6 separate regions of the Mus musculus genome follow, and regions 1, 3, 4, 5 and 6 are each linked to region 2. A link is a contact called in public Hi-C, HiChIP or PLAC-seq and promoter capture Hi-C data. All regions are on one chromosome and are shown on one strand. The core of a region is the stretch at or near the end of the contact, and the rest is flanking DNA. Distances in the headings are between cores, read along the strand shown. Region 1 overlaps Lrrc37a (titin-like). Region 2 holds the start of Fmnl1 (formin-like 1). Region 3 has its middle 17 kb from the start of Rprml. Region 4 overlaps Lrrc37a (titin-like). Region 5 holds the start of Rprml (reprimo-like). Region 6 holds the start of Gjc1 (gap junction protein, gamma 1).

Region 1 (3,791 bases), core at 919-3,418, 280 kb after region 2:
CCCAGACTGGTCTTGAAGTTGCAGGAATCACCCTACTTGGATCTCTCAAGTACTGAGAGTACAAGCTTGCCCAACCCCACCTTCTGGACGACAGTTTGAAACAATGGTGCTAGAGGAGAGTGTTGGGTTAAATGGCACAAGATGTTAGAGGGCCAGCCCAGGGCTTGGTACCAAGCACACTGCCCCTACGGGTCAGTGGTGAAGGTGGCTCTCGATGCTTCCCACGGCTATGCATTCCTTACGGCTTGTGCTTTAAGTTGCCTCACTGAGGTCACCACACAGAGAAATACCTGGCTGTCATGCTCAGGGTAAAGCTTGGGAAGTGCCTCCTGCACAGTCAGGTAACTGACGAGCCAGGTGAGGTCTCAGAAGGCTGGCCGCTCTTGTTTGGAACCATAAGCAGCCACGATGGTCAATGGTTCCCTGGGGACTGAGGCCACTGGGTGACCATGACTGACACCAGTCTTCATATTATTGGAATGTCAATATTTTTCTGTGGTTAGTATGCACATTCTCAATTCTAAAATAATTTTTATTTTATATGTGTGCGTGTGTGTGTGTGTGTGTGTGTGTGAGAGAGAGAGAGAGAGAGAGAGTCAGTCTAGGTTCATGCATGCCACAGCAACCATGGAAGTCAGAGGACAGTATTTGGGAGTTGGTTGAGGCTGGGTCTCTTCATTTGTTTTTCCGCTGTGTACTCCAGGCTCACTGTGATGTTCCCATCCCTACCTCTCAGGCTGCCGCAGGAGTGTTCTGATCACACATGCTTGCTGCCCCATGCAGCTTTGTGGATGTATGTGCTTTTACTCTTTATTTTTTCTATAATTTATTTTTTACTCACTTTACATCCCTATCACAGCCCCATTACCTACTCCCTTGCGCCTCAGAGAATGGGAGTCCCCTCCTGAGTACCACCTAACCTGAGACATCCAGTCCCGGCAGGACTAAGCACATCCTCTCCCACTGAGGCCCAACAAGGTAGTCCAGGTAGGGGAAGGGGATCCAATGGCAGGCCACAGAGTCAGAGACAGCCCCCAACCCTGCTCCAATTGTTAGAGGACCCCCAAGCTGCACATCTGCTACAAATGTGCAGGGGACCTAGGTCCAACCTCTGCGTACTCTTTGGTTGGTGGTCCAGTCTCTGTGAGCCCCAATGGGCCCAGGCTTTGTAGGTCTTTCTGAGGTGTCCTTGGCTCCTCCAGCTCACTCTATTTTGTCCCCCACTCTTCCACAAGACTCCCTGAGCTCCACCTGACATTTGGCTCTGGGTCTCTGAATCTGTTTCCATCACCTGCTCTAGGAAACCTCTCAGGAGACAGCTAGTCTAGGTTCCTGTCTGCAAGCATAGCAGAGTACCATTAATAGTGTCAGGAGTTGGCTTTTTCCCATGGGATGGGTCTCAAGTTGGATCAGTCATTGGTTGGCCATTTCTTCAATAAACAGAATTCTCAACAGAGAAATCTCAAATGGCTGAGAGCACTTAAAGAAACTTCAACATTTTCAGTCATCAGGAAAATGCAAATCAAAATGACTCTTGAGATTCCATCTTATACCTGTCAATATGGCTAAGATCAAAAACTCAATTGACAGCACATACTAGCAAGGGTGTGGAGCAGGGGGAACATTCCTCCATTGCTGGTGGGAATGTGCGTTGTATAGCCACTTTGGAAATCAACTTGGCAGCTTCTCACAAAATTGGGAATAGTTCTACCTCAAGACCCAGCTATACCACTCCTGAGCACATACCCAAAAGATGCTCCACCATACCAGAAGGACACTTTCTCAAATATGTTCATAACAGCTTTATTTGTAATAACCAGGAACTGGCAACAACCTAGATGTCCCTCAACTGAAGAATGGATACAGAAAATGTGGTATATCTACACAATGGAATACTATTCAGCTATTAAAAACAAAGACATAATGAGATGGATTGAATCTGAGAATATAATCCTGAGTGAGGAAACCCAGACCCAGAAAGTATGGTATGCACTCACTTATAAGTGGACATTAGCCATAAAATCCAGGATAACCATGCTACAATGTGAGGAGCGGGTGCGGCCACCGCCCCAAGATGGCGCCCGGGGATGGCTGCCAGGTCTTATGACCTGCGCCTGACTTCCTCATTACCTCAGACTTAGCCCCCTGCACTGCGCAGACTCCATGCCTCATCTGCTCGCCTGAGGTGTCATCATTTGCTGTGAACCAATGGACTGCCGTTATGTGACTGGGGTGATTGGGAGGAGTCAGTAGGGTATTTAAGGCACGCCCCGGGGTTGCTGGGGGGGGGGGGGTGGATTCCTGTTCCTGCATTTCAATGCGAAGTGTTCCTGAATAAACCTGCTTGAAGAAGGACAATGGTGTTGTGTCTTTCCTGCTGGTCGGGGTGGATGCGACACTACAACCCATAGACCCAAAGAAACTGAGTGATGAGGGGGCCCAAGGGAGGATGTTTGAATCTCACTCAGAAGGGTAAACAAAATAGTCATCAGAGGTGGATGGAGGGAGGGAACTGGGTGAGAGAGAGGGCAAGGAGGGGAATGGGGATCGTGATCAGGTGTTGGGGAAGGGGGTGTGGGAGAGGGTTGGGAGTGAGCATGGCAATCGATGGGGGGGGGGGACATCTCTGGCTGGAGACCTGGGATGGGGGAGACTCAGGGGAGTCTATGGGAGTGACCCTAGCTGAGGTTCCTACAGAGACTGAAGTGGTCACTTCCTGGAGCCAGTCAGGAATTCCAGTAGGAGAGGTACATCAACTCACCCACAAAACCTTCAACTCAAAATCTGTTCTGCCTACAAGATGCACAGGGATAAAGATGGAGCATGAAGCTGCTTTTTATTTTTCCACTTGAATTCTGGATCAAACTTAGGTCACGGGGCTTGAATGACATCTGCTCACCTGTGACAAGCCATCTGACTGGCCCACACCCTCAAGTGCTGTGCATCAATTTTCATGTACTGGAGTACAAAAGACTTTGATACTCACAAATCTACAAAAAATAATTTATTAATAAATGATAGCAGATCACCGTGGGGCTTCGACTACACTCTCTTCTGCGGATGATTTCACCGAGGATCTTCTCTTGAACTCCCTGGAAGAACAATGCCAAGGCTTTTAATCTTTGAAAAGAGGAACTGGCCCTTATCTCCTCATTGAGCTAGACATTTACCTTGGTACATCCTTATTGAAAATCTCCTCCTCTCCAGACGACTCCTTGTCCTGAAGGTCTTGAGCCATGTTTTTCTTTCGGGTGTCGTGCAGAGGCCTATACATGTCTCTAAGCCACAGTGGGCACCTTAGCCAGAAAAACCCATCCTAGAAAAGAGAAGGGGAGACATTGGTTACCCCAATCATCACTCCCCAGCCACAGCACCCAGTCTCAAGCTTACCTGAGTCTCAGATATCTTGTAGTAGTTTTTCTTATACCTTGGAAGAAAACACAGAAGACAGTTAGTGACTGAGTCATTTTGTGTGTGTGTCTCTCTCCTGGGAGACACCTCAGCTCTTTCCATAACAAAAATCACCCATGCCCTGGGACTTGAGAACAATTCCATGCATGCCTGGCTTCTAGGAACTTTTGTTCCACAAGGCCCCTGGGGAGATCTTTGTCTATGGGTTGTCCTGGAGCATAGCCACAGTGCCGGCATGACTAGAGCCCCACTTACCCCTGTGGACTAGCTTTTGTCTTTGAAGAAATCATCCTGGACAGAAGCATTTTGCTGTCCAGAGCCTTTCCCATTGGTGCCTTTAGACAAACTCTCACATACAGAGTTTCTGAGGTGAGGGAGGG
Region 2 (3,964 bases), core at 1,282-3,781:
GGCTCTGTGCATGCTGTGCACTTTGCACTTGACCACAGAGCCACATCCATAGCTTGCCTTTCTCCTTAAAGAGACATCTACTGACTACTGATACATGCTCAGTCACCTGAGTTAGGAGTGTTCCCAATGGCTGCACATTCCTTCCATTAAAGATGACAAAGTGACAATGGTCTGGAAATGTCACCCTGGCTGTGTGACTGTATCGATCACCACAGCCATCAGTCCGTCCTGCCTGTCATACCACCTGCACACGGAAGGGGGCAACGCAGACTTACGGAAAGGAAACATTGTTCCTAAACTTGACAACCAAGCTTTGCTGGTAGAATTTTCTCCATTGTGGTCCATGTTTTGGGAAGATGCTTTCTATGAAGCCAACAGAATTGAATAGGTGATGATTGATCACATCTCCTTGGTAACTCACGTTCCTAGTCAGCAGGAGGGAGGATGTAGGGTTGTTAATATGATAATTTCCCACATGATAGGCCCTTTTCAGTTTAGCTTTATTTCCACCAGGTTTTGGGTGGGAGGCAATTGGCAATGAGGATGCAGGCTGGCAATTACTGCAGTAGAGGCCCAATTTCTGGCTTCTCGGTGTCCCTCAAAGTAGCAGTGATGGGCAGAGGAGGCATGGGCACTGACCCCACAAGTACTTCAATGCAGATACCCTCCCTCCCAGCTTCTGAATCCGTTCCTTGCTAGGCTGTGTCCAAGGTTAGGGACACCTTAAGAGTCCCAGAAGCCCCATCAGTAAGCAGACAGCTGGGCACACAGCTGGGGCTCGAAGGAAACATTTGTTGATGAATTGAAAGAGACAGCTATGGAAGAATCAGGAAGTACAGTCTTTAATAAATAAACAAAAATCTCTCAACTACTAATCTCAGGCAAGGCCCAAGGTCAAGGCTAAGGAAGATGGAGGTAGGCATAGGGCAGGTACCCTTCCTATAGGCTCCAGGAGACCCTGTTTCCACCCACCCTGGAAGTCCTTGCTCAGGACATGAAATGAGACTATCTCTCCCATGGTGACAGGGGCGATGGTGAACTTGGCAGGAGGAAGGCTTTAATCAGGTCAAGCTGGGGAGCGTGCAGGTTTGTGTCTGGTTTTCCTCATAATTAGATAATTAATTTCCCAGTTCCTGCTGAATCCTTTGTCAGTGGCTTTGAGTATGAACTAGAGAGGTGGGAATGACCTAGAGTAGCCATTTAGAGCCCCTGGGCTGGCACAGAGAAAGTTCAAGGCTCCCTCAGTGTAGGGCACCTCACCCCATGGACTGGCAGAACAGGGAGGGGCTGACTCAAGAGCCCCACAGATTAAGTGGGAGAATTAGAGGTGTTAATTCAGGATGGAGTTCGAGCCCCGGTTATGAAGGCCTACCCCTTCTCCACTCTCCTACCCTAAATAAGAAGAGTCCGAGGCTATAGATTTTTGGATATGAACAGAGAGGCTCGTTTCTGCCCTAATTATCTGTGTGGCCTTGGACAAGACCCCTTGCTACAGCTACGGAAAGGCCCCTTGTTACCGTTACAGAAACAAGGACATCCATACCTACCTTTGCTGGTCACTATCACAGAAATCTTTCTGTAACTATCAGATAGCCAAGATTGTCATTCTTCAGCCAGCCTAGGTCCCTCATGGTGACAGTGTCAAGATTTTCCACCCATCTGAGGTGCCTGTTCCTCCCCCAGCCTAGCAGCTGCCTTTAACCCTTCTTAGTGCCCTACTTCTCCTTGGCACCACCACAGTGATCTCCAGGTTCGCCAACCTCATTTTTCCACGAGTGCCCCCAGTCTAAAACTGCTGAAGATGCTGGCACAGTCACATCTGGTCAGGTCTCAATTGACCTATGTCATTGTCCTCCAACCTGTTTGCAGATAATTCCCTCTGGTCCTCAGATCATCTCTGGGCCCAACGGAGGAGAGACACAGAGGTGGGGGGCCTGGAAGGGGGTTCCCATCTTCTTAGTTGGGGACCCCAAAGGGGGACCCCCAGCAGCAATTACGCCCACCAACCGCACCTCAGCGCCACCTTAGGTTTCTAAGGCGCGCGCGGATTGGTTGGACAATCTTCCGCCCGGGGGTCTGCCTCCTCCAGGCTCGGGCCTAGGGACCCCCCTACTGCCGGGCTTAGGGTGGAGAGCTGCGGTTCTAGGACCCGGAGGCGCCGGGCGAGCGCGCCGCTGTGTTCTCGGCCTCGCCTGGGTCGGCTCCGGCTCGGGCAGGTGCATCGGCGGCCGCCCCCTCCGCCGCAGGTGCACTGCTCGGCAGCCCCCAGCCGGCGCGCCATGGCTGCGGAGGACCCCCGGCCGTCGCCCGCGCCCGCCCCCTCCCTGCAGCCCGCCCCCCTGGGGCCGGGTGCGCGGCGGAGAACTGCGGTTTGCGCGCACCGGGAGCGGCAGCAGAAGTTCGAAAATCGCCGAGGGGGGAGCCCGCGCCGCAGCTTCCTGCCCCCGGCCCAGCCCTCTGGCCCCGGCCGCCTGCAACCCTACTTCCTCCCCGAGCCTCGGTCGCCGCCCGCTCCCTCGGACGGGGCCGCCGCGATGGGACGCCGCGCCCCGGCCCCTGCACGCCGCTGAGCCGAGAGCCACCTAGCCAAGCCTCGCCACACAGCGCTGCCCTTCGCTTCCAGGCTCCCGGAGCCTAGTCCGCGACCCCCAGGGAAAACTGGATCTCCGAGGCTGGAGGCGCCTGGCCGGCTGGGTGGGGACCACCATGGGCAACGCGGCTGGCAGCGCCGAACAGCCCGCGGGCCCCACCGCGTCGCCCCCGAAGCAGCCAGCCGTCCCCAAGCAACCAATGCCGGCGGCCGGGGAGCTGGAGGAGAGGTTCACGCGGGTCTTGGTGAGTGTGACCTGATGCGCACCAGGAGCCAGGGATGACAGGGGCTCCGCATGCGTCCCCGCCTCTTGGGACTCAGGTGCGGCTTGGAGATCCCTGGTCCACCTGCTGTCCCTCCAGAGGGGTAGGAGTAACACTGTCATCTTTCAGAGTGACTTGGCACCCCCCCCCCCAAGAAACTTTCTTTAGCCCCCTCCAGGAAGCTTTCTTAAGAGACCCCCCCATCGACCCCCTTCCTATGCTCCTAGTTCTAAAGGTGTCAAAAATGTCTCATAAGGTTGAGTTCCAAACGCGCCCCAGGTGGGAGGGGGCTGGCGCCCACTTTTCCACTGCACGCAGGCCCAGCGGCTGGGTGCAAGTCTGGAGCGCTTTGCCCTTCTGCGTCTCAGGGTCAAAGAGGAAAGGGGTTATAATTTAACCTTCTGGAAGCTGTAGACCTAGTGGAGCCTTCAGTCCTGGGTTGTTCTGGTGTCTGGCGTAGGAGTTGGACTCTTAGACCCTCCACTTGTATTTATCACCCCCACCATGTCCCGGAATGGGTGTTTGCAGTCATTCCCTCATCATGGACCACCCCCAACCACTGAAAGGAGTAAGCTTAGGAAGGGTGGGGCCAGGATAGGCTGGTCATTCTGGCTTGGAGTGGAACAGAAATCTGGAAGGCTCCCCTCCCTCTTGGCTGTCACTTGCTTGGGAAACTGGGGCAGGCAAGGGTGGGTTAGGATGGAGTAGCAGCTGAAGTCTGGGCCTCTGGGAGGGAGCCATCAACTCATCAACTCTGAGCATGGAGTTAAGTGGTTCAAAGTGTTTCTGATAGGGTGGGCTGTGCAGGCATTGGGAGGCAGAAGTAGGGGAGGGGAAAGGCCAGTCTTTTTCACTTCCTCCTCTTCACCCCAGCACTCTTTCCTGCTGTCTTCTGTAGGTGGCTGCCCAGTGGCATCCCTGTTAGGCATCCCTGGCTGGACACCGGGTGACAGTGGGGAAGGCTGGGCTGTTTCCTAGAGGCATTTTCCAGTCTCAGTAGGCTGATGTTGCAGGTCTGAGGATGGGAGTCCAGAGGAGGCTCACTCTGGATGCAAAGAAGTGCTGACCCTCTGTCCTCCACACCTCCTGGATAGCATTTCCTCTCTCTGGC
Region 3 (3,912 bases), core at 281-2,780, 500 kb after region 2:
GACTTTTATTATGAATCTGGCCACTCAAAGAACGATTTACGGCCTTTCATCCCTGCACTTAGCATTTTATTGTACAGATTTGAGTCTTACTGCACAGGATTTGGGTCTTGTGGAGGTTTCCATTCAAGCCTCTTTCACTGAGAGAGAGAGAGAGAGAGAGAAACCCAGTGCAGGCCGGCTGAGGCAGGGACAGGAAATGCCATCTCTCCACACTGGGACAGCCCAAGCTTCTAGCATGGCTGGATGTACGGGTGTTAGTGATGTCGTGCACACTCTCTCTCCTCACTCTGGCTCCAGCGCTGGCCTTGGCGAGCTTCACCGTCAGGCAGCCTCTTACCTGACTGCAATGAAACCACTCAGGCTGAGGTGTCAGGGACCTGAGAGGCATCCGTTAAGATTGGGGTGGAGGCCACGCCAATTGAGTCTGTTCCTAATCGTCTTCCCCAGCAACTTCTGTCCATGTCTTACTGCCCAGAACTAAGGGGCATGACAATTCCTACCTGCAAGCATCTCTGTTTCTGTTAGGTAAGTACCACAGGGGGAATTGATAGTTGTCAGAGAGCTGGCTGTGTCCACAGAAATACCAGAGGAAATCCTGTTTGGCTCTACCCAGTCATGTGGTCATCTTTAAATCAATATTTATGACCAGTCAATTGCTTGGCCAGATTCTTATCATTGGAGGAGGAGGCAGCGATTCTAGCTGGCCAGTGGGATGGGATTTCCATAAGAAAGAAAAGGGGATCAGGATTTGTGTGCCGGGCAGGTAAACAACATATGCTCACTAGAAGAATTTTTCAGCAGAGAAAGAAAACATACTAAAAAAAAAATAACTTCAGAAAAATAAATAGCTCCAGGGATCTCCCACCCCCCCTCCCTGGCACAATATACCATAAGGCAAGTCATGTTACAGGGACTAAATATAGGCACTGTGAGAAGACAGAGGGGGAAATTATTGAGACAGGAAGACTTCTGGTGGGAGGGGATTTGGAGCTGGGTTGTGAAGGAGCTTCTGTGTAGAGAGGGAGGGCAGAGAAGCAGAAACAATGTGCAGAGGCCAGGAATAGGGGTTACCTGAGGCTCAAGAGAGGGGTGGCGCCCCTGAACAGCTCCAGGCTGGGGCTGTGTCTCATCTCTGAAGGTATCAGAGCATTTCTTTTCCCATTGGGTATGTAACTGGCTTTGCAGAAGTCCCCATTAGCAGCACTCTTACAGCTGGGGACACTGAGCAGGGGACGGGGAAGATCTTAATGCTGAGAGCCAAAAGACTGGAGGAACCTGGCTGCAACGTGGAGGGCAGAGAACCCCTGGGAGCGAGTTCCTAATCCAATTAAGAAGCAATCATGTGGACGTTTTTCTAAGACTGGCCAGTTACCAGGCACCTCCCAGGAGACTCTCTCTGGAGGCTTGACAGTTCACTGCTAAACCTGGGCTCTGGAGCTGTGGGCTGCTGGTACGGCAGGCAGCTGGGCGAGGAGCCCAGGCTCAGACAGCTGGGGTGGGAATCTTTTAAGGATGAACAGGATGGGTAAGGAGCTTGTTGTTGTCATGGAAACCAACCCTGGGTAGCTGAGACATGGCCCAGTGGAGAGAATACCACCCACTACTAAGCTTCCCTGTGGGCGGCCAGCAGGCACCTCCAGAACCCACTGTTCTGGCCAGCTTAGACACTGTGTCCATCCCATCTCTGCCTGCCTCCTAGGGACACCGCAGTCTGGCTATGTGAGGAAGAACTTAGACCAGTTCCTGAGGGGTCTGGAGAGATGCTTTGAAACCAGAAAAAAAAAAATCTTTTTGGCATAGCCCCTACTTCCCTTACCTAGCTGTGTTGAGCAGAAATATGGCACAGGGCCAGTGTGTAGGAACTGTGGCTAGGACCAGGGTCCCAGGCCAAGGCTAGGATGGGATGTTCAAGGCAGTAGAATAAAGTGGCAGAAGCCGTGAATGCCAAATATGTAACCTTCTCTCTGCCTCCAGCTGTCACCCCTAGCGGGCTGGGTGGCCCCTGACACGTTGTCTTTCCCTGAGAAGTTTCCTTTCAACTACACTGATCCTGTTCTTAGACTTAGAACCGGATGCTTTCGGTCTCATCAAGCCTCAGGACTCAGCCCTGGAAAGTATCCGGCCCCTGCACAGGGTACCCTCAAAGCGTCAGGGTCCGGGCTCTTCTCGGGTCAGGTGCTGGGGCAGCCCCTTTCTGGAGTCTTCCCAAAGCTCGGGGGCGATCTGTGCTCACACAGGGAGGGTTCCTCAAGCTCACAGCTACCCCTCGTTGCCTGTGGAGACAGGCCTAATAGGCAGCCTGTTGCAATTCTGCTTCCGTTTTCAATAGGTGTTATTTTAATTGGGCCTTTCCCTGGGACAGACATGAAGGAAAAAGCAATTTGCAGCGCAGGCTTTTGGCTCTGGGACTGAGCCCACGCTCAGCAGTTCCACTCCCCGTGCCCCCTCTCCTCCTTTAGTTCCCTCTCCTGGCCTTGTTGCTCCCTTGCCCTCAGCATTTCCCCAAGTAGTGGCATCCTGCCCACCCTAGATAGAGCAGCAGAGAGCGTGGGCTATGGTCCGTGAGGAAGGAGACAATCCAAAAGCCCTGCCAGGGGGTCACCAATAGGAAAGAGATGTGTGGGGGTAGGTGGGTGGGTGCCAACTCCCGTGGACTCTCAGAGATACTGAAAAGGCAACAACTGCAAAAGAGGACCTCAAGTTCCCATAGTAAGAGAGTGAGGGGCTTGAGAGACAGCCCAGTGGTTTAGGGCACTTTCTGCTCAAAGAAGAAGGGTTCCCAGAAACTGCACGGAGTGGCCCATAACCATATATAACTCCAGCACCAGGAGATCTGACAGCTTTTTCAGGCTTCCAAAGACATCTGCATCTCTCTCTCTCTCTCTTTCTCCCTCCTCCTCCCCTTCCCCTCTCTCTCACCCCCTCACACAATCTTTTTTCAGTTTTTAAAAAGAAGTTATCTAGGGGCTAGAGAGAGATGATGGCTCAGTGGTTAAGAGCACTGACTGTGTACTGGCTAGTTTTGTGTGTCAACTTGACACAGGCTGGAGTTATCACAAAGAAAGGAGCTTCAGTTGAGGAAATGCCTCTATGAGATCCAACTGCAAGGCTTTTTCTCAATTAGTGATCAAGTGGGGAGGTCCCCTTGTGGGTGGTACCATCTCTGGGCTTATAGTCTTGGTTCTATAAGAGAGCAGGCTGAGCAATCCAGGGGAAGCAAGCCAGTAAAGAACATCCCTCCATGGCCTCTGCATCAGCTCCTGCTTCATGACCTGTTTGAGTTCCAGTCCTGACTTCCTTTGGTGATGAACAGCAATGTGGAAGTGTAAGCTGAATAAACCCTTTCCTCCCCAAGTGCTTCTTTGTCATGATGTTTGTGCAGGAATAGAAACCCTGACTAAGACAAATTGGTACCAGCATAGTGGGGTATTCCTGTGACAACCTGACCTTGTCTTGGGGAGGACTGTGGAAGGACTTTGGAACTTTGGGCTTGAAGATCCATTCGTTGTTAAGAGCTCTGTCAGATGTTGTGTAGGAGCTTGGAAGATAATGTTGAGAACAGTGCAGAAGATGGAGAGGTCTGGCTTGTGAAATTTCAGAGGGAAGATTAAAGACTCTTTTCAGGGCCATTGCTATTTTAATTGGGAAGATTCTCTGGTTCTGGTTAGCTGGGGCTGAGGAATCAGTTGTGATTAACAAGATACCAGAACTACTAAAGTGAAACTTTTGCATTACTGGGACTATTGATGCTGGTTAGCTGGAGCTAAGAAATTAGCGGTGATTAAGAAGAGACCAGCATCGTTGAGATGACATCTTCTGGGAAATGCTTTCTGAGAGCACAAAAAGGCTGTGTTCCAGAGATAGCCAAAGTTGTACCTCGTGCAGCAGCAGGACTTGGTAATGTGTAAGAGT
Region 4 (3,978 bases), core at 1,044-3,543, 300 kb after region 2:
TTCCCTTGTGTTCTTGATCATCACAGACTGAACAAGCCTGTGTGTGCAGGTGCCAGGCTCCTGGCCATGATGAGCTCAGGAAATGATTGTGCCTTATAGTCATTGTCACCCCTGTGCCTGGAAGGGCACCTGGATTGACCCTGGTATTTAACAAGTGTTTATGGGACAAGTAAGCAACATTGTTTATACGCCAATAAGATGAATAATCCTCCCCCGCTCTCTTGGCCGAGGGTCTTTGCTTAGTTGCCCAGGCCGACAGACAAACAAAACCAAAACAAAATAGGAGAAATGAAGTGAAACAGAAAAAAAAAATGTTTTAGATTTAGTCTGTTCCCAAATCAGAATAGAACATATCAATAATCATTTCAGCTCCCAGGCATCTGTGATCCTTCCATGTTCAACCGGACTGGAGGTGCTAGGGTAACCATTACCCCATTTTCTTTAAAAAATTTATTTTAAATTAAGTGTGTGTGTGTGTGTGTGTGTGTGTGTGTGTAGCAGGGGTAGGCGTACTTGTGAGGCGAGTGTCTGAGGAGTCCACAAGAGGGACTCAGAGCCTGTGGAACTTTGAGCTCCTCTTCTTTGCAAGAGCAAGATGTGCTCTTTAGCACTGAGCCATTGCTCCAGTCACCGCTCCTGCTCTCCAGACGAGGAGATGGAGGCACACAAGGGTTGTATGACTTGTCCTAGTTTGCTGAGGGCATACAGAAAACCAAAATTGGAACCTGAGGCTAGTTCTGATTCCAAAGCCTGTGTTTAGCAAGTGGAGAAAGGGGATTTACGAGAGCCACAATTAAGTCTTCCTTTTGAGACTTAGTTTAGAATAATTTAAAATTTCATTTATTATAATTATTGTGTTGGAGGTGGTGCCATGTCAGGCTGTGCATGTGAGTGCCAGGGAGGTGTGGATGTCAGCAAACAATTTTGGGGAGTCTGTTTTCTCCATACACTGGGTTCCAGGAGTCAGACAGATCTGGCCTGTGCAGCAAGAACTTTTACCTGCAGAACTGTCTCCACACCTAACACAGCCTTTTCCTTTTATTTATTTATTGACAGTCATGGGGATTGAACCTAGAACTTGGTGCATGGGTGGTATGTGTTCTCACTAAGCTACAGCTCACACAATATATTTTGATTATATTCTTTCTAGAAAACTTTTGCAAACACAATTTCCTGGGCTGGCCAGTTGGCAGAAATGGCAGTTAACAGGTAGGGGACTTACTGTCAACCTGATAACTGTAGTTGAGTCCCTGAGCCCAGTTGTCTTTCACACTTATACCATGGCACACGCAAAGTAATAAGTAAATATTGAAATACACATTTTAAGAGTGTATTAATAGTATAAAATAATGGGTTTGAAATAATATTTTTTAAAAGGAAACAAGTCTTATTAGTCTGGGCTAACCTTAACCTTGAACTCACTATATAGCTCAGGATGACCGTGCTACTCTGATCTTCCTGATTATACTTCCCATGTGATGGGATTACACACTATCGCGAGTGGCTTAGAAGTTAACTGCTTAAACCTCACATGCTCATTGGAGGATGCCACTGTAAGAGCTGTAAGAGTTATGGTTTCCTTTTATTTCTTTTCCTTAATCATTCCCTGAGATTAACATTTAATTAGTCCATTGTCACTGAGATAACATGTTGATATCAATGAAAACAGTTGAGTAAGGACATCAGAGTTCATCCAGCGTAAAACAATGAATTAGCGAACTGTGGAATGTTAACCAAAGGCTTGCCATACTCTGGAATCATTTATTCACGAAAACCAACTCAATTTCTGTAAGAACAAAAGGATTTGTGTTGTTTTAACTTCCCCTAAGTCATTCCTCATCTTAGCTCAGTGGCAACCTTAAAATCAATCAATCAATCAATTAATCAATCAATCCATCAAACAAACCAAAACATCCCATAGTCTCACTATAAGATGGAGCAGAATCGAGCTGTAGCTCCTTCAATGCCTCAATCCTAGGGAATTAGTGGCCCCTAGTGAGACCAGACTTGTCTATATCTGATCCTACTGAGCATTCTCTAGTTCTAGAAACTTCTCCCAGAAGGTGGCTTTAGAAAACAATTACAGTCAAGTGTCTTAACTGAGGCAGTGATATGAGTATGGCTGGGATAACGAAGACCCTACACAGCAGACTGACAGGAAAGCCAGGGAGCACCATGTCCACAGGGAACTTGAGATGCTCATATATGTGCTTGGGAAACGGAAGACCACAAGCCACAGGCCTGAGTATTTGGAAGGTCATGCTCATGTGTATGTGTGAGCTTAGATGGAAAACAACCAAAAATACCCAAGGAAGTTCACCCCAGCTGACCTTGCAGTTCTGTACAGTTAGAAGGGGGAAGCTAAACCTGCCTCTAAAAGCACCCACACTAGAAATCCCAAAGGCAGGCAGGGAAATGGCTTCCTTAGAGGAAGATGGTCAGAGAAATAAGCAGCGACCCAGACCCTGTTCCAACGTGCAAGAAGAATGTGAGGAAAGAAGAAATCCTTTCTTTTTCTCATCTACAAGGTCCTCCCCACGTGAAGCTTCTCGGTGCAGGATTCTGTGTTACACTAGTAGATTCTAAGAAATCAAAAATGGTGAGTCTGCTTCTGCACCATGGTTCTGAGAGTCACAGTATTTAACCCAGCCATGAGAAAGACAACCACGAAGAACAGGCAAAAGTGGCTTGATCCAGCAGGCTCTGGGTTCAAACTCTGGTTTCTGTAACTTTGGAGTGAAGTCACTTGAGTAGGACAGCCTCAAACCTCAGCTCTTTTTCAGTAGGAAAAAAAAACCAAAATCCCTACGATTCCCTCACCAAGTAGTCCAGGATTCAAAGGCATCTAGAAGGGGTATGACCAGAATGGGCAGCTCAACACAAGTGACTTTGTATGGATAATAAACCAGGAGCAGGAACCCTTGGGGATGCCAGAGAAGAGTGTGCCAGTGAGTTCTACAGATATGCATTTCTTAGAAGGAAATGCAGCTATCTGCCCCACAGGCCCTATGACAAGTAGAAGCCAACTTCATGATAAGATACAAAGCCCAGAAAGCCGAGATAACCTGTTCAGAAGACACCACTTCTAGGTGTCAGAATGTGCTACATGTGCGCCTCTCACTCGTTTAAGTATTTCAAATAACACCCAGAACATGACAAATACTCATAGATGTGAGTATCAAAGAGTTGTTACAGGTAGAGGGAGAACTACCAGGATGAGAAGACAAGGAGCCTTCTCACACCAGAGGGGAGAATCGGATGTGACAAAGAAAGGAAAGGTGTCATAAATGTTGGATGTGACCCTCTCAAGACTGCAGGATAACTACAAATTAATCATCTTACCCAATTCATCCCAAGGACAGACTCGAGTTGCTCTTCTTTAATGTTTGTGCCTTTCTTACTGTGAGAAGCAGCTGCCAGTATCCTCTCTGAACCAAAGTGAGGACCACCAGGTCCTGAAGACAGCGAGCCTTTTTAAAAAATATATTCTTTTTTTTAGATTTATTATTATTTTATGTGTATGAACAGTTACCTGCACATAAGTATGTGCACCACATGTGTGCCTGATACCTGTAGAAATCAGAAGAGTGTACTGGGCCCTGGAACTGGAGTTACTGATGGCTATGAGCCACCATGTGGGTATTAGGAATTGAACCCAGGTCCTCAGCAAGAGCAACATGTGCTTTAACCACTGAGCCATCTCTTCAGCCCTAGGAGCAAAATTTTGGGCATGAATAGTTTCCTATAGGAAACCAATGCCAGGGGCCAAAAGGAAGCACTGGGGGATTTCTGGGTCCATGAGTCAATTGATGGGCAACTTATCCCATGAATATTCTTAGCTATAGGCAGACACTTCAGTAGGGATAAAATTAGGATTTTCTTTCAGGGTTAAGCTCTTGACATAACCGTAGCCAAACTATCATGTGAATGTGCTTGGTCTGAATAATGTGTAGATCTTCTGCCAAGTGAAGACTTTCA
Region 5 (3,956 bases), core at 912-3,411, 480 kb after region 2:
TGTGAGGGACTCTATGCCAGAGCCTAGCGGCTTCTATATCCCTGTCCCTCAGGTACTGTGAGGGGACCAGTGTCGGCTCTATGTGAAGGGATTTGCAAGGCAGCCATTGATAAGGAACGCCTTTACCTGTCAGGGTTCCCACAAAAATTAAGAGTTCAGGAGGCAGGAAGAAGGCTCAGTGAGTAACATGGTCAGCACACAGGTGTAAGGACTTGAGTTTTGCACACCTGTAATTCTAGTGCTGAGGAGGTGAAGACCGGAGGCTCCTAGAGGTCAGGTAGTCTGGTGGACTTGGTGACCTCCAGACTCAGCGGGAGGCCCTGTTTCAGAACTAACATAGAAGGAACAGGAGCTAAAGCTCCCTGACGGATGCTTGCCTCACATGTATGACACGCAGGGGTCACTCCTTAGTTCTGAGGGGAGCGTGGGGGGGGGGAATGGAGAAAAACACTTACCTTTGATCTATACATACATAGGGGGGAGTAAAAATTAAGAGTTCATACACATCAAACTGTGCCAAATCTTGCCAGGATTCATGGTACAGACAGAGAGTGTGTAATGACCTGGGTTTGGGTCATACAGGACGCCCATTTCTGAGCTGAAGGAGCCTGAGAGCCTAGGTCTACAGAGGCAATGGCCAGACTGTATGTGAAAAATCAAACCCTGATACTACCTGAAAGCTAAGCACAGTCCCTGTAGCAAGCAGGCTTGAACTTGGCAGGCAGCTGACAGCATCCCTAAGTTTGTCCCTAAATCCCAAAGGACACGGTAGGAAAAGCAATACGTCCCCACAAACTAAGACTACTCTATGCCTCCCTTCTGCTGAGCCCAAGGAATACTTTTCTGTACCCCACCCCCAGGCCTGCCTGCCTCTACGCAAAGCTTCCTGCCCCGCCCCTCTTCAGGCAGCTGGACATAGGCAATTGGCTGACTCTTGTCCCAGCAAGAGCGGGGAGGGGGGAGCCGGGTAAGAGCCCAGGCTTGTGTTTAGTTTGGTGATCTTCGCTAGCTTCCAGGGGTCCTAGCTCGCTCTCTCTACCTTCACACTACAGGTCAAAGGCAAACATCTCTCAACCTTCCTTTCACACCAAGTTACCCAGCAGGATCTACCCAGAGTGATGGAAGGGTAAGGGGGGCAGGAAGGAAAGATTGAGAGCTTATGGAGCAGGGCATTTGCCCCCACGTGTACTGAGTATGCTCACTGGAGCCGGGTTTCCCTGAAGTCCCCATACTCACTCTCTACTTCTACCTTTTGCAGCAGACAGCTGGACTACAGCTGGACAGAGTCAAGGACATGGGCTGCGAGTGCAGATTAAACCTCTCCGCCCCACCCCCACCCCCGCCCTGCCTTAAGCTGAGCAGAATAATGAGCAAAGGAATATAGGAGCATTTCTCTAAAGAAATTCTGGTGCCAAAAGCAAAGCACAGACTGTCTGAGCCAGATCCTTGCAGTACAAAACAGCATGTACGCTACAGTAGGCAAGACGCTGCATTCCCGGACACAAATAGAGACAACCAGGAGGAGGTTGTACCTAGGTAAGGACACTGGCCCACCCCAGACAGCAGGATTTTGCAGTTTTAGAGGGTTTTTCCCAACTTTTGCTGATCCGTGCTAAGTGATCTACAATGATTATTTCTATAAAATAAATAAAATAGAAACTCCGCCAAATGACTTAATTTTAATAAATATGTTAAAAAGAGGTGGCATATGGGGCCATGGTAAGAGGCAAAGAGCTCTTAGCTGTGACAGCCTTCAGCCAGGGAAAAGCTGAGAGGGGCCAGCAGAGACAATGTGGCACAGTCAGGCCACCCAGAGCCACACCCGTTGGAGTGGGCAATGCCGTGGGCCAAAGCTACCCCCCACACACACACACACAGAATGTAACAGAATGAAAAAGGCTCCAGACCGCCCCCATCCACAGTTCTGGGAACCCGCACCTTTGGGGCAGCTTTCGGCCCAAAACAGACAGCCTAGAGTGAGTCAAAGATTACTTGGCCCGAGGGCAGGAGCTGCCTGAACACTCTGACCCTGTCCAGCGGGCTTTGCGCAGACAGCACGCTGGGAGGGGTTCGTGTCCCCGCAGCTTGGGCGACGCGAGTGGGTTGGGGAAGGGCGGGGCGGGGCGGAGCTCGGCGGTTGCCAGGGGCGGGGCAGCACGGCAGTCTCGGAGCTCCGTGGGCGACTGCCACGCACTGTTGGCTCTCTCAAGCTCGCGCGCCGCCTGTTGCTCTCTGCTCCTGGCCGCCGGTTTCCCGCTGGGGAGGTAGGCGGACCAAGAACCGCAGCGCGCGTGGGCGACTTCCCGCCTTCCTCTCCTCCTGGCGCAAGGGTAATCCAGGGACCCCCCGGGCGTCCCCGACAGAGCGGACGCCGCCAGCTCCCGGGCGCGTCCTAGCCTGCGTTCTCAGACCCCCCCCAGGCACCACGCCGGCATGAACGTGAGCTTCCTGAACCACAGCGGCCTGGAAGAGGTGGGTGGTGACGCCCGAGCCACCCTGGGAAACCGCAGCCACGGGCTGGGCACGTGGCTAGACTGCTGCCCCGGCGGCGCACCACTGACCGCCAGCGACGGGGTCCCCGCAGGACTGGCGCCGGACGAACGCAGCCTGTGGGTGTCGCGCGTGGCGCAGATCGCCGTGCTTTGCGTGCTGTCGCTCACCGTGGTCTTCGGCGTTTTCTTCCTGGGCTGTAACCTGCTCATCAAGTCCGAGAGCATGATCAACTTTCTGATGCAGGAGCGCAGGCCCTCCAAGGACGTGGGCGCCGCCATCCTGGGACTATACTGAGCGCCGGCCGCCCTTGCCAGAGTTGAAGCACCGCGAGGAAGAGACTACGGAGCCTCTTTCTCAAGGCTTTGGCCGCTGCCTGCGATCAACGAAGTACCTCGCACCACCCGGGTCTGGACACCATAGGACTCAGCGGCGGCGGTGCGCGAAGGGACTGTCATGCCAGACTCCGTCCTGTGTGCGCTCCAGCAGGGGCCGGGGACGCAGGGTTCTTCACAGGTTTTTTACAAAGAGAAGTTCGGGGCAGAGTGGGAGACAGGGATGGGGAGACGCAATGCGGGGCTGAGGTTAACTATGGCGGGGATGTCGGCCGTGTTGGTGGGGGCCAGCTCCAAGGAGGGCTCAGGGAAGAGGTGCATCGCTGAGATTTTGCATCTGATCTCGCATTGCGTCTGAGAAGAAATTTTGTAATAAAACCATAGCCGTCGGGCTTCCTTATACATTCTAACTGTGCCGTGTGTGTGTGTGTGTGTGTGTGTGTGTGTGTGTGTGTGTCTGTGTGTGTGTCTGTGTGTGTGTGTGTGTATAGGGAGGAGACCGTGACCTACTTCTTGCCCAGTTTGGTCCATTAAAGGAGCTATGGGGCAGATAGCTCTGAAGCTCCCTGGTTCTCAGACCAAGAGGAGAAAGAAAGGAACTGTTTTATCTTTTTGGGTTTTTTTTTTAAACGTTGTTTTTGTTGTCTTTTTTTGTGTTTTTGTTTCCTTTTTCCTACAAAGAACTGTTTTCTTCTACACTACTACTGTAGAGGAGGCAGGTCCTTTGGGGCAGCCAGACACTTAATGAGATTAATTGCTGGAAATTTTAGTCATCTTCATGAAATGGAAATGGAAAAAGAAAGCGAACAGAATTTTGGGGAGGGAATAAAATAAACATATCAGATAAATTCATTTGGGTAGATGGGGCTGGGTCTAGTAAAATTCCAAGCTGAGCCCAGAAGCCCCATTTAATGGCTTGTTTTACCCCACCCTTACGGATGGTAGATGGATGGAACAGTTCTGTCCTGGAAGGAGACTTGGGGTGTTTAAGATGAGGAAAATGGCCTCCAGGTGAAGTTGTCTTCTGAGTACTAGACCCTCCCATTTAAAAAAATGCACCCTCTAGTCCCTTATAACCTGAAACTGAGTTCTGGAGGGGACTTGGTGCTTACTGGCCAGAAGGAAGGGAAG
Region 6 (3,970 bases), core at 1,035-3,534, 350 kb before region 2:
GAGGATAAGAATACTATGTGAAATTTATTTCATTTCCATGAGGGGAAAACAAATTTATTCTAAAAGTTTGTGCATGTTTTCCCCCCAAGGATTTTAGATAATTTCCATATTGCTAAACTTTTTTTTTTGCACATTAAAAACACTGAGGGGGAGAGAAGATTGGTCCTCATCTTTTGTCTGCTCCACTTCCTAGCTGTCCCATACACTCACTTAATGGGGAGAAGGTTGCTGGGATACAGCTTAGTGACAGAGCACATACGTAGCCCTTGGTACAGTCTCCAGGACCACAAAAATGTTTGTTGAATGAACTACCTATAACCCATCATTCTGGAGAGTCAAGCAGTAGGGAGTTCAAAGCCACCCTAGGCTGCATACCAAGTTCCAGATCAACCCATGCCACACAATGATAGCCAGCTTCAAAGAATAACATTAAAAAGTAAAATGTAATCTTTAATGAGATCATCTCACTGTTGTAGGAAACACTTTGGTTAAACACATTCCATGGGTCTGTAAGCTAACCCTTTGCCAAGGTGTACTGAGAGCCAACTCCAGACTTTGTAAAACAAGAATTTACTGCTTGTATGTGAGCCAGTATTCAATACCTCCTCATCCATTCTTTAGCAAAGGAACAGAACTAATAGGATGAAACCAATGTTTTGGAACCATAACACATCAGAACACATTTGCAGAACTTATAATGCCAGTTTTCTCTCCAAAACGCCCTTTGCCTACTCTGCACCCGAAGATCTGGCATCACAAATCGTTTTACCCTTTACCCCGAAGACTGTTCTAATTCCTTTCATTCTGCCATTACACAGCCCTTAAGAAACTCAAAGTAGCTGCAAATAAATCCTGCTGGCCCCAAACAAAACCTGCAATTTTTAACAAAAACTCACAATTAATTTAGTTACAAGCTAAGCAATCAAATTCGTGGGGCCTTTTTTGTTTCTCTTTGTTTTGCATTTTTTGCTCTGAAAAATACCTGCAAACTGTTTACAAGGGGGAAGGATTAATCCCCAAATTACATTATTAATCCTCTTCCTACAGTTACTCATGTACTACAGACAAAATGATTTCTGCCTAACAGAACTAAAGTCTTTCGTTTACAAGGCTTTTTGTACAGCGCTTTCACATATATCCACTTGTAAGGGTGCACAACAAAAGCAATAACTTTTAGACTTAAGACACATACAAGATAACTTATCCAGAATTTGGTCTACCTTGAGTTCCTCGATTGCACCTAGTGTGGACGAGAACAAAATAAAGCCCGAGCACAATGAAATCTGTGGCGTTGCCAGTCCCCGAGGACCAAAAGGAAAATGTCTTCAAATGACAAAAACCAAACTCATCCCACTTCGCAAAAGAAAAGCAATCCCAAATAATCCGCAAAGCGGGGACCGGCGGGGGAGGACCCCAAATTCTAAACATGGGTCATGTAAATCTTTTCAACTCGAAACTCCAAACGCGGCAGCCAGCCCAATCACAGCATTAGCGCCTCCTCTCTATTTTCAATCTGGAGACTCAACGAAGAACAATTAAAAAAAAAAAAAAAAAGGCCACAGCAGAGCTCCAAAGTTTTCCGAAGTGAGAATAAAGTCATCTCAAGTAAAGAAAAGGCGTCCAGCAAGAGGCGACGGGCCGGGTCCTCCCGCCAGCCCCTCTCCCGCTCCGCAGCGCTCGAACCAAACCTCCAGTAAAAAAGGGGGGAAAAAGAAACCTCCGAGGGGGACAGAGGACCCGCCGGAGCCCGCAGCACGCCGCCGAAGAGCGGCCCAGGCCGTCAGACAAAGACGAGCCCGCCCAGCGCCAGCCCGGCCGGGTCCCCCAACCGCCCCGAGGAGTTGCGGGAGCACCGCCGCCCGCTCCCGGCCCGCCCGAGCCGTTTCCCTCCCAATTTGGGAACCGCGCGCCTGGGGACAAAGAGGGCGGGCGCGCCGGCGGCGGGACGCGGGTGGCGACGCCCCTCGGGGCTCGGCGGGCGCTCCTTCCCGCCCTGCCGCCCCCAGGAACCCGGCCCGCCGCCGCCGCCGCTTTCGAGGCGCCTCAGAGTTCGCCCGGCCGCGCCCGGCCCGGGGCCCCTCAAGCCGCCGCTCACCCGGCGGTGGGCGCCCCCGAAGCCGCCTCCTCCGCCGGGCCTCGGCCCGTCCCGCCGGCCGCCGCCTCATGGGCCCCGCGTCGCCATCACCTTCGCCGCCTCGCCGCCGCCGCCACCGCCGCCGCCTCCTTCGCCTCAGCCTTCAAGCCGAGGCTGAAGCCGCTCCGGCCGCGCCCGCCGCCTCCCTCTCTCCCGCTCCCGCCGCCGGGACCCGCGGGGAGGCGCCTGCGCACTGCGTGCCGCGGTGGGGGTGGGGGCGTCCCGTCTCGGCCTGGGAGCGGGGGCGCGGCTGCACGTGCGCCTCGAGTGGGAGGGGGCGCCCGGAGCGCGCGGCCCCGCGCCGGCGCCAACTTTCCGTGACCGGCCGCGCGCGTTCCCGGGCGGTCCCGTACGCGGCGGGGCGCGCGGTGGCGGGAGGACCCCTGCGCGGGGAGCCCCGGTGGGCGGCTGACTTCGAGCGCCGCGGGCTCATTTCCTGTGGCGTGATTCCCCGGAGGAGCCGGCCAGTGACAGCGTGATGGAGACACGCCTCACCTGAGTTTCCAGGGTCGGACCGCAGAGCTCCACCGTTATCTCGTGCGCTAGGTCAGGGCCTTGGTCCAGCGGATCTCGGGATGCTCATGGCCGTTCTAGGCTCTGCTCTGCAGTTGCTCGAAAAACCTCCGGGGCTTCTCGGCCAACCATCCCCGCCTGGTGGAATCATGGTTTTTACAGGCGTTCTGCATAGTTTTGAGGTCCTGGATTTCTCGGATTAGTAAGACCCTAATAGGCCATTTCCTCTTAACTCCTTGCATCCCAGCGGGATCCCAATTACAAGACTTGAAATGCACATGGACAGGAATTCCCCTGGCCGAAACTGCGGGTTAAGAAAAGGAAAACTAGCGGGAGAGACGGCTCAGCGGCTATGCAGTTTGTACTACTGTTGCAGAGAATCTTCTACACCCACGTTGTGTGGTTCACAACCACCTGTAACTCCAGCCTCTGGAGGATCCGACTCTCTCGGGGCACCTATATCGATGTGCACATACCTACACATAGACCCAGAGACACATAATTAAAAATAATAAAAAATAAATCTTTATTAAAAAAGAAACGAGAAATTCCCCTAAATACTTTAACGAGATTGAGACTGGGTGGTGAAAGGCAGTTTACCAAAGAGATGGGAGGGGAGGGCCATTCCTGTACTCTAGAATTACAAATGGATAGGCTTTTTAAAAGTTTTGCCCCTGGACAGGGATGAAATTAAACACTAACAAGTGAGGCGACTTGTGGATCAAATTTCTCCCGAAGCTAGGTCACAGGTTGGGATGAAAAGGGATGGTCCATTGCCTACCCACACCCTCCGAAATTTTGTTTGGTTGCTATGATGTGTGTGGTTTTTTTTTTTTTTTTTTTTAGGAAAGTGCCCAAATTTTTAAATCCTTTTTTTTTTTTTTTTTTTTTGGCTTCTCTCTAAAAATCAAAGAATGTGCTCACTTTGAGCCTCATGTTTCATTTTTGATATTTTGTTTGATTTTTTATGAAACGAAGTCCCATTATAGCACAGGCTGATCTCAGACTCGACCTGTGGCTGAGAGCTAGCTTTGAAGTCTTGATGCTCCTGCCTTTGTCTCAGGAGGCGGGGTCTAAGGCAGACACCACCCCCACTGTGCTGTGCTCTGAACCTTTATTTTTGTTTGCTTCTTTGTTTTTTGAGATGGGGTCACCTTGGCTGTCCTAGAGCTTGTTATGTAGATCAGACTGCTCAGGAACTCAGAGGGATTCCCCAGCTCTTACCTCCTAAGTGCTAGGAGTAGAGGTAAGGGACACCATGGCCAACCATGAGCCTCTGGTTTTATGGGATAGCCATTTCTGATCCACATTTGGTTTATTGAG

The links. Promoter capture Hi-C pulls out the DNA fragments that hold promoters and counts their contacts. A called contact is a pair of places that touch in the nucleus more often than the background predicts. HiChIP or PLAC-seq counts read pairs in DNA pulled down with a chosen protein or histone mark.
Region 1: a promoter capture Hi-C map of embryonic stem cells shows a contact between it and region 2, with 3 times the contacts expected there. The contact joins the enhancer-like site here to the promoter of Fmnl1 in region 2. A contact is called at or near these places in 15 of 39 promoter capture datasets (the 3T3-L1 cell line, 3T3-L1-derived adipocytes, the C10 cell line and 7 more), 1 of 15 datasets of contacts at CTCF or cohesin (embryonic stem cells), 28 of 484 Hi-C or Micro-C datasets (B cells, the G1E-ER4 cell line, the HL-1 cell line and 8 more), 6 of 115 datasets of contacts at active chromatin or transcription factors (the SCID.adh cell line, bone marrow-derived dendritic cells, bone marrow-derived macrophages and 2 more) and 1 of 9 other capture datasets (embryonic stem cells).
Region 3: a contact with region 2 is called in a Hi-C map of cortical neurons, with 2.5 times the contacts expected there. The contact joins the enhancer-like site here to the promoter of Fmnl1 in region 2. A contact is called at or near these places in 14 of 39 promoter capture datasets (the 3T3-L1 cell line, 3T3-L1-derived adipocytes, the C10 cell line and 9 more), 6 of 484 Hi-C or Micro-C datasets (the HL-1 cell line, the N1E-115 cell line, cerebellum and 2 more) and 2 of 115 datasets of contacts at active chromatin or transcription factors (large pre-B cells and stem cell-derived neural progenitor cells).
Region 4: an H3K27ac HiChIP or PLAC-seq map of bone marrow-derived dendritic cells shows a contact between it and region 2, with 3 times the contacts expected there. The contact joins the enhancer-like site here to the promoter of Fmnl1 in region 2. A contact is called at or near these places in 16 of 39 promoter capture datasets (the 3T3-L1 cell line, 3T3-L1-derived adipocytes, the C10 cell line and 8 more), 1 of 15 datasets of contacts at CTCF or cohesin (embryonic stem cells), 26 of 484 Hi-C or Micro-C datasets (B cells, ECoMG myeloid progenitors, the G1E-ER4 cell line and 7 more), 5 of 115 datasets of contacts at active chromatin or transcription factors (the SCID.adh cell line, acute myeloid leukemia, bone marrow-derived dendritic cells and 2 more) and 2 of 9 other capture datasets (embryonic stem cells and liver).
Region 5: a contact with region 2 is called in a promoter capture Hi-C map of embryonic stem cells, with 3 times the contacts expected there. The contact joins the promoter of Rprml here to the promoter of Fmnl1 in region 2. A contact is called at or near these places in 9 of 39 promoter capture datasets (the 3T3-L1 cell line, 3T3-L1-derived adipocytes, cranial neural crest and 4 more).
Region 6: an H3K27ac HiChIP or PLAC-seq map of large pre-B cells shows a contact between it and region 2, with 2.6 times the contacts expected there. The contact joins the promoter of Gjc1 here to the promoter of Fmnl1 in region 2. A contact is called at or near these places in 2 of 115 datasets of contacts at active chromatin or transcription factors (embryonic stem cells and large pre-B cells) and 1 of 9 other capture datasets (adipose tissue).

What each region holds. Positions count from the first base shown.
Region 1 is chr11:103,447,718-103,451,508 of GRCm38.p6, forward strand. It overlaps Lrrc37a (titin-like), which reads right to left. Exons shown (of 14, transcript XM_011249376.2): 12 at 3,391-3,427; 13 at 3,171-3,316; 14 at 2,990-3,092. The coding sequence ends at 3,026. Among named protein-coding and RNA genes, the nearest start is that of Gm39397, 28 kb to the left of the region's middle. Within about 2 kb of position 2,169, at least 9 of the 459 cell types and tissues checked have an H3K27ac peak or open chromatin away from gene starts, as enhancers often do. A contact at or near this core is called in embryonic stem cells and trophoblast stem cells, where this site is marked.
Region 2 is chr11:103,168,607-103,172,570 of GRCm38.p6, forward strand. It overlaps Fmnl1 (formin-like 1), which reads left to right and starts at 2,532. Exons shown (of 26, transcript NM_001077698.1): 1 at 2,532-2,835. The coding sequence starts at 2,707. It overlaps Gm51919 (a long non-coding RNA gene), which reads right to left and starts at 1,970. Exons shown (of 3, transcript XR_003949776.1): 1 at 1,548-1,970; 2 at 276-425.
Region 3 is chr11:103,664,896-103,668,807 of GRCm38.p6, forward strand. No RefSeq gene overlaps it. Among named protein-coding and RNA genes, the nearest start is that of Rprml, 17 kb to the left of the region's middle. Within about 2 kb of position 1,531, at least 53 of the 459 cell types and tissues checked have an H3K27ac peak or open chromatin away from gene starts, as enhancers often do. A contact at or near this core is called in the N1E-115 cell line, cortical neurons and hippocampal neurons, where this site is marked.
Region 4 is chr11:103,468,393-103,472,370 of GRCm38.p6, forward strand. All of the region lies in intron 5 of Lrrc37a (titin-like), which reads right to left. Among named protein-coding and RNA genes, the nearest start is that of Lrrc37a, 35 kb to the right of the region's middle. Within about 2 kb of position 2,294, at least 6 of the 459 cell types and tissues checked have an H3K27ac peak or open chromatin away from gene starts, as enhancers often do. A contact at or near this core is called in bone marrow-derived dendritic cells, where this site is marked.
Region 5 is chr11:103,647,348-103,651,303 of GRCm38.p6, forward strand. It overlaps Rprml (reprimo-like), which reads left to right and starts at 2,162. Exons shown (of 1, transcript NM_001033212.2): 1 at 2,162-3,233. The coding sequence starts at 2,434. The coding sequence ends at 2,787. 1700072I22Rik (RIKEN cDNA 1700072I22 gene) reads left to right here. Exons shown (of 2, transcript NR_131143.1): 2 at 1,259-1,666.
Region 6 is chr11:102,816,875-102,820,844 of GRCm38.p6, forward strand. It overlaps Gjc1 (gap junction protein, gamma 1), which reads right to left and starts at 2,285. Exons shown (of 3, transcript NM_001159382.1): 1 at 2,096-2,285.